2 separate regions of the Delphinus delphis genome follow, and region 1 is linked to region 2. Evidence: chromatin contacts called from public Hi-C data. All regions are on one chromosome and are shown on one strand. Each heading gives the region's core, a stretch centred on a gene start, on an enhancer-like site or on the middle of the called end of the contact. The rest is flanking DNA. Distances are from core to core; before and after follow the strand shown.

Region 1 (2,918 bases), core at 141-2,640, 170 kb before region 2:
GAGTCCGCCTACCGATGCAGGGGACACGGGTTCGTGCCCCGGTCCGGGAAGATCCCACATGCCGCGGAGCGGCTGGGCCCGTGCGCCATGGCCGCTGAGCCCGCGCGTCCGGAGCCTGTGCTCCGCAACGGGAGAGGCCACAGCGGTGAGAGGCCCGCGTACAGCAAAAAAAAAGTCTATGGACCAGGACCTACCTTAATTTCTGTTATGGGGCTTCTCATTGCAGAAAGACCCTGCGGCATCTTCTCTTGCAAACACAGAATCCACACCCAACCGAAATCCGCCAAGTCCGAGACCCGCCCTTCCCTCTCGCTCTCTTCACAGTTCACGTCCAACTCTCCACCCAGTTTGTGGGCTGGATTCTGCAGAAGGGAGGGGCCTCTGTTAATCTTGTCAATGCGTCTCACCTTTTTAATAGGAGACAAATTACTTACCTCTTTTCACGTGTTTTAAATGATGTGACTCTTGGCTTGGTCTTGTCCTAAATAAACAGCAAAACGTCAGGCAGATCCAAGCATTCAGATATCTTCTGACTCACTGGGAAGCTGTGAGCACAAAGACAACCCCAGGCTATAGGCTGGGTGGGAGAAGCTTCCAGATTTGAGGACTCCTTTTCTTTTTTTTTTTTTTTTGTGTTACGTGGGCTTCTCACTGTTGTGAGAGCCATATATGGAGTTTGAGCCATATAATTATAGAATGTTAATTGTAGACTGTAAATAATTCTCATTCTAGGGTGTGGGTTCAGTCTGTTTCCTACAAACTCAGTTGTTGTTTCATAATGTCCGAGGTACTGGGGGTTTCCTAACCATAACATCCATGATCCAAGGGGTGGCTTTTCTTTGTTTGCTAAATACTGCAGCACTCTGGATACCTGCTCAGTTCAGTCACTGCGGGTCTGCCCCTCTTCAGCCAGATCAATAATCTGCTCCTGCTGTATCAGTGGATGTGATGAGAGTGATTAGAGTTTGCTTCCTGTGATGAGAGCCTGACTAATTGTGTTAAAATAAAGCAACGTTCTGACTGGTTTTGTTTTCTCTTTAAGCAGAAACATGGACACTATGACATTTCCTGTGTAAAACCAGTAAAATAACCTCTGATTGGCTAAAACTAGGATTTACTCTTAACTGTTTCACTTCCAACTGTATATAAGCCAGTCCTTTTTTTTTTTTTCCTTCTATTTTTCTTTTTTTTAGCTGCATCAGGTCTTAGTTGCAGCACATGGGTTCTTCTTTGAGGCATGTGGGATCTTTCGTTGCAGCACGGGCTCTTCGTTGTGGTGCGCAGGCTTCTCTCTAGTTGTGGCGCGCGGGCTCCAGGGCGTGTGGGCTCTGCAGTTTGTGGCATGCAGGCTCTCAAGGACCTACTGTATAGCACAGGGAACTCTGCTCAATATTCTGTAATAACCTAAATGGGAAAAGAATTTGAAAAAGAATAGAAAAATGAAAAAGGAAAAGAATAGATATATGTGTATGTATAACTGAATCACTTTGCTGTACACCTGAAACTAATACAAAATTGTTAATCAACTATAGTCCAATATAAAATAAAAATTAAAAAATAAAATAAAAGGAAAAAAATAAAAAACTGGTGACCTTTGAGATGGAGGCTGCTCCATCAGCCTGAGTCCTGGAAGGACAAGGTGGAGCTGTGTCCCCAACCACCTTGTGAGCCAGACAAAACGCTGGCTGCTTTGAGATTTGGAGATTGTGTATTACGGCAGCAAAACCCGGTGGGTCTGGCAGCTTCCGTATGCTCTGTAAAACGTATGTTTCAATTGTGTGTGTGTGTGTGTGTGTGTGTGTGTGTGTGTGTGTGTGTGTATGCTGAGTCATGATGCAAAATGAATCTCTTACTGTACATTATAATCAAGAAGTTTGCTAGCTAATGATACCGATTGCAGTTTTACCTTATATCATCTCTCGGTAAAAAGATTAGCACTGGGGCTTCCCTGGTGGCGCAGTGGTTGAGAGTCCGCCTGCCAATGTGGGGAACACGGGTTCGTGCCCCAGTCCGGGAAGATCCCACATGCCGCGGAGCGGCTGGGCCTGTGAGCCATGGCCGCTAAGCCTGCGCATCCAGAGCCTGCGCTCCACAAAAAAAAAAAAAAAAAAGAGTAGCAGTGGAAGGACCCTGAAAAATCATCTAGTTCCATGCTCTCATTTTAGAGATGAGAATTCAGAGGCCGAAAGAAGTCAAGTCATTTCTCCGAGGTCACAAGGTGAGCAAAGGACTAGGACTCAAACACATGTTAGACTTCAAGCTGGTGCTTTACCACGAAACCCTGCTTTGGGGCTGATCTTGTGAAAGTGCTTTAAAACTACAAAACCTCATAAAAATGTCAAGTAATGAAATTATTACAATAACTAGTCAAGTAAGTTGGTAAAAGGCCTAGGCTTTGTCAAACCTGGTTTCAAATGCCGGCTCTGCCACTTATGAGCTATATAACCTTGGGGACATTATTTAATCTCTCTGAACCTCTGTTTCCTTATGTGTAAAATGACAATAATATTATGTATGTCCTATTTTCCTGATGAGTAAATGAGATAATAAATGCAAAAGTCCTAGCACAAGGCACATCTCATAGTAAGTGCTAATAAGTTATTGATATTTGTAGTAAATATAATGCCAAAGAATTTGGTTTGGAATAACCACAACACAAAAAGCAATGCCTGGCCTTGGAAAGAGCCAGGGTTTAGTGCAGAACAAGGTTTCTCAACTGTAGCACTATTAAAATTTGGAGTCAGATGATTCTTTGTTGTGAGGGCTGTCCTGTGCACTGTAGGATGTCTAGCAGCACCCAGGGATGCTACCCACTAGATGCTCCGAGTATGTTTCCAGACATTGATGAATGTCCCCTGGGGGCAAAATCAATCCCAGTTGAGAACCCCTGTTGTAGAAACTGTGCTTAGAGTTTTGCA
Region 2 (2,708 bases), core at 196-2,695:
ACTTGTAACTAAATTAATTCTGACCTCCAATATTTACTTTCTCAACCTAAGGGCAGCAAGCAGGGTGGTTACCAAACCTTTAGGGATCGTTGCAAGAGTCTCTCTCCTTCGGGTCCTGAAACACAGCATTTTAGAAACCAAAACGAGCCTGGAGATTCAGGCCAAGAACTAGAAGTAAGAGGCAAGCGCACCGTTGCGATGGGACAGGGGCCGGCATGCAAGTTTTGGCTCAACCACTGTAAAGCCAAGGGGTTTTTCCCCTGGCAAACTGATTAATGACCACAAGACGCAGCTGCGGAACCGGTCATACCATAAGGAGAATTCTCAAACATGAATCCAAGAAGGACCAGGATGGGATGGAAATGATAAAGTGGGCGGGAGGGGGTCCTGAATCTGGGGGTAACTGCCTGTCCTGGACGCAGTGACACACATCAAGTCCCAATTCTTGCAGCAGCCGGGGGCCAATGGACCCTGCTACCTAAAATGTGCGCGCTGGGGGAGCTGGCAGCAGGGCAGCGGGACAAGGTGCCTCCACGCCCCCTTGCGGACCCAAATAATGACGGATGAGTATGTGCCAATTAAGTGATAGGTACAGTGTTTCAGAAATGTTCTCAGTTTAGCCCCCACCACAACCATTCAAGGAAGTTGCCGTGATCAGCCCCATTTTACAGATGAAAATACTGAGGCTCAGGGGAGTGAAGCCAGACTTGCAAGCCAAAAGTAAAACCTTAAGTGAAAGGGATTTGGTCTGGCTCCTTTTATCTAGGAGTAAAGGGGCTGGGGTTGGGGCCGGCGGGGGGCCCGGCGGGGGGCCCTTCACCCACTCCTCTTGCTCTCTGAGCGGAGGAGGAGCTAGCTGTCAGCCAGGAGGCCTGGCAGCTCCCGGGTGCCCGGGCAAAGACGGCGCGCGCGGTCGGCAGCAACGCGTCTGCGGGGCGCAGGGCTGCAGCAGCTGGGCGAGGGCGCAGCAAGCACCGCGCGCCCGCCCGCGTCAGCCTCGGGAGCCCGGCGCCAGTCCGGAGTCCTCAGGGCGCCGGGCTGCAGCAGCTAAACGGCGGCGCGGCGCGGACGGTCGACGCGTCCGCAAGCGTCCCGGAGCGCCGCGCGAGTCGCTAGCCACGAGCCACGGCGCGCGCGCGCGCGCGCGACTGCCACGGACACTGGCTGGCAGTGCCACCGCTAGCCTCCCCCGGCACTGCCCCTCATCTTACCGTAGCTGCTCTCCGGTGACCAGGACCTCAGCCATGCGCTCCAGCTCCCTTTGCTGCGCCCCGCCACTCCCGCTGGTGCTGCTGTCGCTGCCACCGCTGCCAGCGCTGTTGCCCTCCTCCATGGTCGGGGCTGCGCCGCTACCTCTGTCTTCGCGGTCCGCCGCGGGTTCGGGTATTAAATCAGCCTGCCCTCACTGAGGCCTCCCCCGCCATCTTTGTTAGGGGCCGTCCCGTAGTTCACACGCGATTGGCTGGAGAGGGAATCCCTTGTGGGTAGGCTGAGGCGCTCGGCGAGTCCGCCCCAGTAACTCCAGCTTGGGGGCGTGGCTGGAGCCCCGCGTGGTCGGGGGCGGGGCCGAGAGAGGAAAATATCAACATCTGGGCGGGGGGCGGTTCTGCGCTAATTGTGCTGTTTGAGGTCGAGTTCGTTGTGGACCTCTCCCATTACCCACAAAGCTCATGCTGTGGGATCCTGGGGACGGGCGGGGAGGTTACTAGACAAGTGTGGAGGCGTTTTTATGATACTGTCCATGTCCCAAATTGCCAGAGAGTGAAAATAATAATTTAGCTAAATAGTGAACAATGAAGGCTGTACATGTCATTGCAGGGCTTTAAAGAAATTAAAGCAACGTCCTCACCAAAGACAGCTTACTTACCTTACGGTGTAGTCAATAAAGAACGCTGGCCTGGGAATCAGACAGACCTGGGATCCAGCTCCACACCTATAATTTTGTAACTAAATGTGCTTAATCCCCAGTTTCTTCCTTTACAAAATAAAAATAATTGTGGCTATCATCTGTTGACAATCTGCTGCATTAAAGACGCTTCAGGTAGCTGTTACCGTCTTTAACTGCAACAAATTATAAAATGAGTATTGTCCTCGTTTTACTCAGGAAGCAGGCCCGGAGAGATGGGGTAACTTGATCCAAATTCTGCATAAAGTAGGAAAATCGTTTAACAGAAGTAGAGGTCCCGGAGATAACGAGATTAACTGGCTGTTGCTCATGTTTTAATTCTGTAATCATTACATAGACTATCAAAAGTTTGCATGGGGGGGGCTTTCCTGGTGGCGCAGTGGTTGCGGGCCCGCCTGCTGATGCAGGGGACGCGGGTTCGTGCCCCGGTCCGGGAGGATCCCGCATGCCGCGGGGCGGCTGGGCCCGTGAGCCATGGCCGCTGAGCCTGCGCGTCCGGAGCCTGTGCTCCGCAACGGGAGAGGCCACAACAGTGAGAGACCCGCGTACCGCAAAAAAAAAAAAAGTTTGCGTGGGCTTCAAGCTCAAAAATGAAGTTTCTGTCCTGATTCTGTCCTTTACCAACTTTGCAAACTTATGCTAGTTACTTAACTTTTCTGGGCCTCAATTTCCTATCGATAAAACAGGAATAATTCCTACTTTATAGGGATGTTGTATGGCTTAAATGAAATAACATTACGAAAAATTTCCAAGAACATGCTATGTATTCAATAGATGTTCTCTTTAATATCATTACTGCTTT

The links. A called contact is a pair of places that touch in the nucleus more often than the background predicts.
Region 1: a Hi-C map of lung shows a contact between it and region 2, with 7 times the contacts expected there. The contact joins the promoter of COL14A1 here to the promoter of DEPTOR in region 2. A contact is called at or near these places in 3 of 3 Hi-C or Micro-C datasets (lung and muscle).

Annotation. Positions count from the first base shown.
Region 1 is chr17:61,972,153-61,975,070 of mDelDel1.2, reverse strand. COL14A1 (collagen type XIV alpha 1 chain) reads right to left here and starts at 1,390. Exons shown (of 49, transcript XM_059995120.1): 1 at 195-1,390.
Region 2 is chr17:61,802,983-61,805,690 of mDelDel1.2, reverse strand. It overlaps DEPTOR (DEP domain containing MTOR interacting protein), which reads right to left and starts at 1,445. Exons shown (of 9, transcript XM_059995126.1): 1 at 1,212-1,445. The coding sequence starts at 1,333.